Linked DNA regions of Mus musculus: region 2 is linked to region 1. A link is a contact called in public Micro-C data. All regions are on one chromosome and are shown on one strand. The core of a region is the stretch at or near the end of the contact, and the rest is flanking DNA. Distances in the headings are between cores, read along the strand shown.

Evidence for each region. Hi-C and Micro-C count contacts between places; a contact is called where the count stands out from the background.
Region 2: a Micro-C map of embryonic stem cells shows a contact between it and region 1, with 19 times the contacts expected there. The contact joins the promoter of Homer1 here to the promoter of Ssbp2 in region 1. A contact is called at or near these places in 1 of 484 Hi-C or Micro-C datasets (embryonic stem cells) and 1 of 9 other capture datasets (liver).

What each region holds. Positions count from the first base shown.
Region 1 is chr13:91,457,409-91,463,525 of GRCm38.p6, forward strand. Ssbp2 (single-stranded DNA binding protein 2) reads left to right here and starts at 3,689. Exons shown (of 17, transcript NM_024272.4): 1 at 3,689-3,840. The coding sequence starts at 3,779.
Region 2 is chr13:93,299,921-93,306,037 of GRCm38.p6, forward strand. Homer1 (homer scaffolding protein 1) reads left to right here and starts at 3,837. Exons shown (of 10, transcript NM_147176.4): 1 at 3,837-5,382. The coding sequence starts at 5,378.

The DNA of each region.
Region 1 (6,117 bases), core at 2,439-4,938:
TCAATTTCCAATCTCTTCCTTCTCTTCTCAAAAGTGAGAACAAGACACCTGGTCTTCAACCCTGTGTCTGGGATCTCAAATTTGGCTCTGAATATGTGTTTCAAATCTCATTAATTACAATATTGGTCCCAAGAGGTACAGCTGCAAAGAACACTCTTTGTACTCAAAATAATTTGAACAAGGGCAAAGAAGCATTTTATTTACATGTGTAAACATTAAGGGAAAAGCAGTACAGGAAGGCTCAGGTAGCTGCTGAGAGTTTTAATGATAATTGATTCGGTTACTTAAGCTTCAAGGTCACCACATATATGCACATATTCATATAAAAGTCACTTATATTTCTTGGATGCTATCACTCTTGCAGCGGTAATTCTGGCATCAATTTGGCAAGTTCTGAACTAAGACCTTTTAACATTTTATTCTTTCCAGATACTAAGACCATATTGTTCTGAATCCTATATCTTATTATGCAGATCTGTAATTTAGTTTTTAAATATCAGAAAATATGCCAGTACCCACAGGACTTTCTAATGAAACAAATTTGGTGAAAAAAACCAATCACATGAACACATTACAATAATAGACAGCAAATAGTATCTCCAATTTTCCTTCTTCATTTTCTTTTCTCTTTAGAATACATCAGGGCAAGCTGCAACTCTTTGTGGTCCTGTGTTATCAGAACACAACACCTACAACCAGACATTGTCATCCTGTTAGCGACTGTTGGCCTGGGGGTAGACAGTCAAGTGCATAATAAAGATAACTAAGTGCCTTACAGGAGGAGGGTCATCTGCAACATACCAGAACTACCTAAACGCCTTGCTTAAGATGGGATTGGCCATCTAAAGTAAGCAGCCCTAGCTATATGTCAGAATCCTTTGGAAGCTAGCAATTGTAAGTGCTTGGGTCCTACTCAAGGTCGATTGGTCATTCTGTACGCAAACAAACACAGGCAGGAGAATCTCAACACCACTTAAAGAAGAATGGCTCAGTGTTTTGTTTCCTTTTGACAGCACAAAGTCCATTTTTGGTTTCAATGGGAATCTTTCCCTTTTCCAGGTGTAGGAAAAGGGTAAGCTCCTTGTCACACATAGAAACACTTGCAAAGTGAGAGTTACATGGCAAGGCAACCTCTCCCCCCCCCCCTCTCAAAAGGGTGTTCTGTGCCTCCCCCCCCCCCAAATGACCTATTAAGTAGCAGTACACCTAGTCAAGCTGGCTTCTATCTTTTATCCCTGACAGCAGGTGGTGACTGTATCTCATTCCATCAGTGGGTGCTTGATTTACTTACAGTCTGACTCCATCCTATCCTCTAACTGGTATGGAGAGAAGGTCAGGAAATATAGGTCCTTGTGACTTTAACTATCTTTGGTAGGAAAAAAAACAAAACAAAACAAACAAACCGTTTCTGACTCAGTTGTGGACCTGGAGGGAGTTCAGCAGTTGCCAGAGGTCTCTTCCTGAAAGTATTCTGAGCACTGCCACACATGCAGTGTTCCATGGGTGGAGCAGAGCCTTAAGATGGTAAACATTTTCTGACTTAAAGCTAACAGCAGATCAAAGAATAACAGCTCCACAAGGCTAGCCTTGGAGGTAATGTTTGGGAATGGTGGCAACTTTATACATATTTGAGCATTTTAGCAAGTTTCTTTTTTTTTTTGAAAGAGTGGATTGCTGGCTGGCTCAGACCCATTTCTTCTAGGTCTTCACAGTCCATGAATGTAATGTTTCAAGCACCAAATCCCTGCAGATTATTAGAACCAGAAGGGAGGACATGTACGTCGTGTAGCTCAGCCACCATTGTGGGTCATTTAAAACAGAAAATAAAATTACAGTTTGAAATGGCAAATTATTTCTCTTTGGAATTAATCTAGTTAAGCCAATGTCACCTTGTATACTTTCTTTATACTCACTTCTTTTACTGGCGTAATTATTGTCTATTCTATAGAAATGTATATTTTTAAAAGCCATGCCTGCCCTCCATTATTTTTGTCATGCTCATGCCTCCTCCATTGGACTGTTTCTTCTATTCTTTTTCCCTCTTTTTATAGTTTACTTTCCACCTTCATTTCCCTCAAAAACAGTGGAAGTCCGTCCTCTTTATTTCCCCCAGTCTTTGATTGATGCTCAGTTGCCAGCCCGTTTTGATTCTCTCCCTCTGTCTCACTCACTGCCCTTCTTTAACCTTCTGCTGTTTTATTTCTGTCACTTGCTATCAGAACCCACAAACTCCATTTCTTTCCTTTCCATCTATCTCTGCATCTCCATATGCATTTTTATGATCCTACTGCTAAATGCTTAAAGCTGTGTGCAATAGAAAGGTATGCTTCCTCATTTGAATGTTATTTCCTTTCCTTAGCATAACCGTTACTCCTCTATTCATGCTTTTCTGAGGTCTCCATGTCCTACCCCAATGGCACCTCTCTTCCCCTGTCACCTCCCATTTGAAGCTCATCTCTTCTCTCAACCGGATTTCTACTCTGTCTGATTTTACAGCCAAGGATCTTTAACAAAATAAAGGATGGAGTCTATCAGAAACCAGGTTGCGTGTGTCTTGAGAAACTTTTGCGCATTCACTGAAATGAGATTAGGGACTTGGATCCAAAAATATTCTCCGGGAGTTTTCAGCTTGGGCACAGCTTTGCACATCTTGGGCTCTGCGGCCTATTCTGCTGGGCAAATACAGGGATGTCTTTCAGGGCCTTCTCTGAATCTTTCCAGTCCAAGGGTCAAATTGAAATGACATTGCCCATCCAAACTATAAAAGCAGGCCGAGTAGAGAATGCCTGGGCCCCTGGTCTGCTGCAGGTCTGTGCAGAGTACTGGGGAGGTAGGGACCCAGGCCTTGGGCCACTGCGGTCCCACGAGTCGGTCTCTTGACCTCTTTGGGAAGGGGAGGGGGTGTAGTCCCCTCTTAGACAGGAGGCAGACGCCAGGGAGGGTGGTCCTTTGGGATTCAGGGCTTGACTTCAGAGCCGGCGACAGCACCTCAGCGGGCGCCCCAATGGGAGGCACGGTGCCTCCCAGGGAGAGACAGAGGTTCGCTCAGTCCTTGAGCCAGAAGGTCGAGGGTTCAGAGCGGGCGTCCCCGGCCTGCTGGCCCTCCGGGAACGGGATTGGGGCGACACCCCAGACAGGAGGGATGAGATCAACCGCGGGTACGGACCCGGGGTGCCTGGCCGGAGAGGAGCGGGAGAGGAGGTTGGCGGGACCCCGGCGCCGGGTCCGCGGGTCCGCCTGTGGACTCGCCGGGCGCCCCGAAGTCTGGGGCCGCCGCGACTCCCGTTCCGCAGTCGCTGCCAGGCACTCCAGGCCGCACTTTCCCCTCCTCCCCGCGCCTTCTCTCCAGTGAGGAGCCGGGCGCGGGCGGCGCGGGGGGCGGGGCGGCGGCGGAGGGAACAGCCAGTTGTTTAAAATCCTTCTAGAGCAGTTTCTAATTCCCCCCTAGCGCCCGGGTTCGGAGGGGGAGGGGGGAAGGAGAGCGGGAGGGGGAGCGCGGCGGAGAGGGAAGGAGGGAGGGAGGGAGGGAGCGGGAGAGGGAGGGAGGGAGGGAGGAGACTGCCGCTTAGGCCGAGCCGCCGCCGCGCGCTCCGGCAGGCCGGAGGGAGGGGAGGCCTGTCAGTCTCGCGCGTTGCCAGGGCGAGGAGGGCGGAGCTCTGGCGTGGGGCGGCCAATGGTGGGGGTGGCTGCGTGGGTCGCCATGGGGACGGGGCTGTTCCCGGGGAGGCTGTGATGGGTTGACAGGTGCGTGACAGTGGGAGCTGCTCTCGGCACAAGCATGTACGGCAAAGGCAAGAGTAACAGCAGCGCCGTCCCGTCCGACAGCCAGGCCCGGGAGAAGTGAGTGTCTCCGCGCCGCAGCCACCTCCGCCTTCGCACGCGCGCACACTCGCGCACGCACTCGCACTCTCCGGGAACCGCAGCCACACGGCCGCCCCGCCGCGGGGGAGCCGGGGGTGGGCTGCAGGGGGAGGCGCGGGGCGGGGGCGCGCGGCTCCGGGGAGCGGCCGCCTGCCTCCACGGGGGAGCCCCCCGGGTGGGTGGCCGCGGGCAGCGGGCGGCGGGAGGGACGCGCGTGGCGGGGGGACGGCGGCGGCGGGGATGGAAACTTGTTTGGGTGGTTGAGGGGAACCACCCGCGGCTTCACCTCCTCGCAAAGTAACTTTGGAGCTGTGGTCCAGGACGGCCGGGCCGCGGCGCGCGGCGGGCCTGGGGGGCGCGGGCTGCGGGGCGGCCGGGGTCCGGCGGGGCCGCGGCGGGGGCCCGCGAGCGTGGAGAGGGGAGAGGACGGCGGGCCGGGCGGGCGGAAGCGGGGCCCCGCGGGGCGCGGAGGGCAAGTGCGGGCGTGGGCCGGGCGGGCGGGCGGGCGCAGAGACGCGGGTCCGCGGGTTCTCCCGGCGCAGGCCGAGCTGGCTGGCGGGCGGGTCCGGGGCGGCGGGGGAAGTTTGGGAGTGGGAGCGCCGAGTTCCCGGAGGGAGAGTGTGTGCTGGCCCGCGCGGGGTCGGTCGCGAGAGCTTGGCGCTCCTGCCTCCCGCCGCACACCGGCTCGGCGGCGGCCCCAGAACTTTTTGAGACTTGCGGTGTCCCCGGGGGTTGGTGGCCGCGGGCGCGGAGGGCAGGTCCCGTGGGCCGTGGCGGCGCCGCGAGGAGGGCTGCCCGCGGTGTGGACCCGACGCGGGTCGGCGTGGGGGCTGCGGCAGAGATGCTGGGCACAAGCCGCTCCGCTGGGTCGTGGGGGATACAGGTGGTAACTTCGGTGGGAACCCGGAGGACGTTGGGGAGCCGAGGTGCCACGGTCGCGGCACGCTGCGGAGCAGGCTAGTTGGCTGCTATTCTTGTGTACTTGTAACGGCGATTTGGTTGTTACTAAAATGAGAGCGAATAGTGACTCTGACACCGAGGAAGAACCCTCCCCCCCCCCCTTTTTCCTATGTGCAGATGTTCAGACTGATTCCCTGTACTGGGTCTGCTGGGGGCGGGGGGGGGGCGTCAAGCTTATCCTTGTCATTGAACATACTGTCTTGCTGAGGGGACTCAGGCTGGGGGAGAGCAAGTCCTTCTCAGAGGTACTCTGGGTCTCTTGCATACAAAAACAGCTTGGTAAATAAAAAAATCCAAATGTGTAGGCTACGGAGTTTACCCCCCTTGCTTAGGCAGTTAGTCATACCCTTGAAAGTTTGTTGTGCCCCAGGGAGGGGAACATGTTCTAATCTTTGTGTTGGCAGCAATACACACACAATTCCCATAGGGTTTAGAGGTGGCAGGCCCTGATGTAGGAAAACAAAACACAACAACAACAACAACAACAACAACATTAATGGAGAGATGTTTTTGATTCCTTCACCCCTGGTATTTTAAAGATCTTGCTGTGACAAGGAATATAAAAAACATACAGTGTTTATTGCCTGGTTAAGAAACTGTAGTTACTGGACTTGGAGTTCTAAAATATTACTGTGTGCTTATTAATCATTTGGCTGTAATATATCTGATAAAAACATCTGGAGGAGGATGCTTTAATGTTTATAAAATACCCGAATTTCACAGTTTGAGGAGTGAAAGGAATTGTATGTGATTCATTGAAAACAGAATCTTGTTGGGGGTTGACTGAATTTGGTATTAATTTGGGTTTTAGCTGGACTCCCATGAATAGCTGATATTCAGCCTAGTCGATTCCTTGGTCTCATGACTTTAAAAAAACAAAAATAAAATTGATTTTCAGTGCAGAGACGACAAGGGAGTTAGATTTGGTATGTTTTGGTCCTTTCCAGCTCTAATTCTGATTCTGTCACAAAAACAAGTAATTGCCACTTTACTCTCATCTGCCAAACTGAACACCAAGGAACATCATTCTTAGGAGCAAAGCGACGAGGGCTCGGCTAGATGGTGCTGTTTGATTTAAATATCTTTCTTCCATTTACTACAATTGGCAGTCGAGTTCTTAACTCGTTTTGCCTTGTGGACTAGACAGGTGAAGAAGCCACTTGAGTTGACAGTGGCTGTCTGAGTTTATTGTTTCTGCGTTAATTTCTAGCAGATCTAAGACAAACATTGAAGAACACCCTATTTTTATAGAATCAATGTCATGGGAGAGTTGATGTGATCACTGTTGTTTCTGTT
Region 2 (6,117 bases), core at 2,587-5,086, 1.8 Mb after region 1:
ACAATACTTGGAATATCAGCAATGAGATTACAATAAAAACCAAAGCAGGAGAGTGCCATGACGTCATTTCTCATGTTCTATAGCCGTTTTCCTGTGGATAACTCTTCAATATCTCTTCCTCTACAACTCACAAACGATTCTGTTTAAGAGGAAAAAAAGTATCATGTATGGATGTTCTCAGATGAGGAAATCTGTCTGGAAGACTTAGACTTGAGAAGCCAAACACCTACATTCCCACTCTTGAGATTGTGTTTTTCCTTTTTAATTGAAATTCATTTGAAAAGACTTTTCTGCCACCTCATTTCTGCTGAGATGAAGACTGTAATAATAATGAAAGATGCCTTTATCCAAGCCAACTCAAGTAAATGATGGCCTGTGTGTGCTAAACCTTAGAGCATGTGCAATGAGATTTTTAGCACCCACTAGAAATTGTTTTCTACGGTTTCATTCTTTTCTTATTACTTTTAGTCTTCGCTGGTTATTTAGTTTCTTATACATTTTTTTTTGTCATAAGCTTGTGGGATTTCTATTGCAGGGGAGCTATCTATCCAGTATTTCTGCTTATGACTTTATTTGAAGTGACAGTGGCATTATCTAATGTAAGTCAATTAAAAATAAAACCTGGCTTTAACTCTCTTTTCTGCATTTTTTTTCTAGCTCATGAATGACTTTTCATTGAAAAAGACCCATTTCATGACACATCTATGAACATCCATTGGAGACTACCATCTCCTGCTAAGGGCATGGAAATAAACCCAAAACTGAAACAGATGTCTTCGCCCACAGATTCTAAAATCAGAGGGTATTCATAAACCGCCCCATAAATTTGAGAGCATACTGGAAAAGAGGAACTGTTAAAAACTGAAATGCTGCTGAAGTTCTTTCTTCCTCTTCCGGTGAGAGAAATCCACTCCTTTCTAGGAAGTTCAGTACTTTAAAACAACAGAAGGAAATTAGAGTTGGAATTTATGGTATGACAGCTCATTTTAGCAGAAAAGATATCTATTGATGGATAAAAAGCCATATAATGGTTCTCCGACTCCTGTCGGAAGTGTACTAGAAATGTTTCAAAGTAGGGTAATAGGAAGGGCATTTATTTTCCCTAGGACATCTCTCATATTATGTTTCTAGGTTTTACTTAAACCTTTGGCAACACAGCTACTTCCTGATATGTGAATCCCACACAAATGGGGAAAGAATAAAACTTGGCCAATTGTTGCTAGAATAAGATGCTGAAATGACCACTTAGGCTTTGAGTAATTACATCACAGTGAACAGTCAGATGTATGTACAAAAAGTTGCTCTTTCAGCTGGCAAGAGGCAGCTGAGAAGACACCACACCCTGTGACAAACAGAAACCGAGCAAAGGACTTTAAAGAAACTCTAAAGGCACCGAAGCAGCTCACAGACTGTCTTGGCAGGTGGGTAAAAATCAGTTTGATAAAGAACACAAATGGGAGGAGGCTACAATCATAGGCTTGAATGTGTTTGAAAATGGTCACATAAGTGTTAGTTAACACAGTAAGAAAGACCCAGAAATAGAGAATAAGGGTAGGTGAGTAGTTTTTTAAAGTTTTTCTTTTTTTCATTTTAGAGAGTAATAACACATTGCATTTGTACTTTGCAAGGATCATAAGATGACATTATTTGAAAAATAACAGTGTCATTGTTTTTGTATTTTATATTTAAGTAAAAATTTGTCTGAAATATAACTTAGTATCAGTTCTATCAGTACAATGGTATATTAGCCGATTTGGAAAGCAGATATTTGCTTTTCATTAATCTTCCATTACAACACTAAAACAAAACCAGACCCTGAGTTACCACTCAGGTGTGAAGACCAGAGTTTAGATCCCTACCATCCACATAAGCCCTGAGTGGGGTTGGCTGTCCACCTGTAGCTCCTGCACTGGGAAGGCAGAGACTGGATGTGAGCCCTGAGTGGGGTGGCCATCCACCTCTATCTCCTGTACTAGGAAGCCAGAGACTGGATGCCCAGAGTAAGCTGGTCAGTTGGATTAGCCCTCCTGATAAGATGAGTTTGGTTGAGAGAGAGAGAGAGAGAGAGACCCTCCCTCCATCCATCAATAAGGTGGACAGCAATCAAGGAAGACTCCTCACGTTAAACCTGATTTCCATTCTATCGTGTACACATGTTCCAGCACATGCACACACACATGCATACACACATGTGGGAAAAAAAAGGAAAAAAAAAACTCCTCTCAGTCTTTTTAATATTTCAAATTTAAAGCAAGATCATAACTTTATAATGTTCAGGTAAATGATCAGGCAGTCTGATTAGTTATAAATTAGCCCTAACACTTTGCCAAACTCAAGCAAGAAAATGTCAATGGAAAAAAAAAGCAAAATTGTTGTTCCTTAATTAAAAAAATCATGTGTTAACATTAAAAACATGTATTAAAAACCACATATAGCAGGCAAGCAAGGGACATTCTTGTAACTGCATTGCTTAGGAGGGATTAGGGAAGAGAGCCCAGGTGTTCAAGATCTTAATCAAACAAGGCAAAACAAAACCCACCACTCCTGGCATGATCTATAGAATTTTAGCTGACTTTCTTTTGAACTGCATTGGCATTGATGTACTATTCTTCTAAGGACAATTTAATGATTTTGTAATAATATCATGTCCTGGATTTCTCGGGTCACTTCAGGTTTTGAATGAAGTGAGTTTCATGTTTCATGTCAAATGAGTTTAGTTTGTAAAATGTGGTCACTGACTCTTTGGAGTAACTGAAGTACTAATGGCCTTTAGCAGGGTGCAGCACTTCTATTTCTGAACCACAATTGTCAAGTTAAATGGAATAAAAGCAAAACTCATTCTGTGAGTCTAACCAATAAAAGGCCCTTAACAACACAGGGCCATTTTAAAACTTCATGACTTTAAAAACACAATTTCACATATGCAGCTATAAATTTATAGACGGCTAGTCATCCTTGCCACATTAAAAAAAATGAAAATATACTCGAGAGCTATTGTGCTTACAAGATTCAAAATAATCAGGAACCCAAACGTATGTTTGTGTTAATAAAGTAGGACTTTGTTTCCAGACTGTAATTCATATCCTTGGTAAGTCAGACCTAAGGTGATTCGTTGGCACTTGCGATGCTGTAGAAGGGTAATTATCTGAGGGAACTAAGTTTACTTTAATGAATTTGACTCATTATGCCTTGCAGAACCATGGCTATGCAGCGAACTGCAACATTTAGAACATTTGGAAATCTCATTCTGCTTTAATTACTATCCTTTGTAACAAGAGGTTTGCTCCTAACTCTACTCTTTTTTTTTTTTTTTTTTTTTTTTTTTAAGTTAAAACGCACGCCTTTAGGAGGGGAGAAAGCTTAAAAGTTGACTATGTTCAGAATGGTATTTAGGATTCCTAAAATTAACGGTGGTTTTCCCCGAGTCTACCAGCAGTGATCACTCTCCCTCCCACGATTCCCTGCAGGTTGGGATGTGAACAGCCCGGGGATGCTGCTGCAAACCCAGTGGGAGAGGGAGACAGGACTTTACCGGCGACACTTCGGCACTGTTGCTATGAGTGATTCATTCGCATATGGCACATTTGTGCCAAGGAAACCTCCTCCCGCCGCTTCCTTCTCCGAGCTCTCCTCAGACTGTCTCCGGCGCCTTGGCCTTTAAGGAGAAGCGAGAGAACCGGGAGCAGGTGGGCCCGGAGCAGCTCGCTCAGCCCGCCTCCCCCAGCTCTTTCCCTAATTTAGCAGTACTTCCGGCCGCGTGACATCATCCCCCGCACAAGCTGACGTGAGCGGAGGGTGACGTATGTGCGGAGAGGAGCGCGCTGACGTTGCTATTTAAAGGTCCTTCTGCGGGGAGGATGGAGACACAGCGCGAGCACCCGGCGTGCGGAGCGGACGAGGCCGTGGCGGCCCAGAGCCAGCGCAGGAGCCGAGCGCACTGCCCGTCCGCCGCCGGCCGCTAGGGGAGGGGAAGGAAAAAGGGACGGACCGACGGACCGGCCAGCTCATCCCCTCCGGTGTTGTTCCTCAGCGCCCCGGTCCGAGCCCGGGCCCCGCCTCCGCCGCGCCCCACCTCCTCCGCCGGCCTGCGGCGGCGGCAGCGCTCCGCCCCTCGAGCCGGGAGGGCCGCGCTCTCCGCCCCGCCCCGCCCCGCCCCGCCCCCTCTCCTGCTCCGCTGCCGTGCTCGTCTCACGCCGGCGGCGCGGACCGGGAAGCGGCGCCCTCGGCTGCGCTCGGTTCGGAGCCCGCTCCGTGGAGTCAGAGGCAGCGACGGGCGCCAGGCCGCCCGGGCCGACGGAGTCAGCCGCTGAGGGGAGTGTAAGGAGGCAGCGGCAGCCCCGGGAATGTGAGGCGGCGCGGAGCGGGAGAGACGAGCCGGGGTGGGGGCACGAGCCGCGGCTGCCGTGCCTCGGACGAGCCGCCAGCCTCTCGCCTCAGCGCGCGGCCGCCGGGAGCTTGGGGGCTGGGTGCAGGGGACCGCGCGGGGTTGGGTTCTCTGATTCATTCATTCTCCGCCGTCGGGAGCCCGAGGCCGCGGGTGCTGCGAGGAGAGGCGGGAAGAGGGGGCGGCCGCGAGCGGGGCTCCATTGTGCTCGGCGGGGGCCGGGAAGCCAAAGGAGGTGGGCTCGGGCCCCTGCGCTGCTCCCCGGCGGCTGCGCCCCCAGCTAGCTGCCAGCCTGGAAATGGCTCCGCTGCTGCTCCTCGGGAAAACGAATCGATCCTTCCCAGCCTTCTCTGCCTGCTCTCCACCTCCTCTCTGCTCCGAGTCTTAGGAGGACGAACATTCAAAGGACAGATTCCAATGTGGTGTGCCGTGCACATCGGGAGCGGCTGGGGTTTGCACTTCGAGATTTCTTCTATATAATTTTTTTTTTTAAACGTAAGGGAGGCAGTAGCATTGCTGCCTGTAGGATTTTTATTCAAGTGCACGTCGCGTTGGGTTGCACGCTCCACCCCCAGGGACCTGGTGTGGTGAAATTTGAACCCACCGCCTTAGCCCAAAAAGGCCGAGTAACCTGGCTGCCTGAGTGTCGTGGAAGACGTGAGCGAAATGACCAGCGAACTCATTTTTTATCAGACTTGCTGAAGCTGGCTTTTGCGTTTTTTCTACACGTACGCTTAATTTTGTGGAATAGTTAAGTGCTATATTCTCCGCGCAACCTTTTCAAATTCCAAATGTTTGAACATTTTGGTGTCAGCGCGAGTGAAATCATTTTACCGACAAGAACTAACTGAATTGTCTGCCTTGTTGAGTTGCCTCCGGAAAAGATCTCGGGGGTGGAAAAGCAACTGCAAAATAACAGACGGAGAAAATTCCTTGGAAGTTATTTCTGTAGCATAAGAGCAGAAACTTCAGAGCAAGTTTTCATTGGGCAAAATGGGGTAAGGATTTTGTGCTTATCACAGCTTTAAATCTGCTTATGCTTGTGTGGAGTTGAACGGTGGTGGTGACCATATTTTTAAATCCGATCCCTTGCAAAACGGGTACTACTTTAAATTAGAGATTTTATTTGCATTATTGTAGAGCGACACCAGAGGTCCTAATTAGAATGTGTAATGTTTGTAACTCAGTTATAGTTTTATTAATTATATATATATAAAGACAGTGCACTAGTCTACCCTGTACCTCTTAATTGATCAAACTGCTATATAGGTTACTAAAATTTTGCCATCTTAGGTTTGGTTGACGGTGTTGTTCAAAGAGAAGAGCTGCATTCTTCCAGTACTTTGTAGAAATAATCAGCTGTTACAAAGAGAGAATTGTAATGAGTAGTTAGACTCCAGTCCTTGAAACTGACCCTTTGTAAGTTGGTGCCCTGGCAGTGCCCTCTGTTTTATCCTTGAACATCCGAAACCAAATGTACAGCTTGGTTTATTGGGCATTAAACGAAAATCGCAGTGTTTCGATGTCCACGGTGTGGGTGCTGGAGAGACAAAGCTGTTGGTTGAAGGGACTTGTTCACTTTTTCTGTTTGCCTCAGACCTTTAGCTGGTGCCAGCGGTGTCAGATTTACATCTTCAGCATAGCCAAAAGCCGGTCTAGAGTGCATTTCCAAACTTTTCATTCTAAAGACTACAGCTTAATAAAATGCTAGGAGTTCTTTAGTTAAGCTGGGA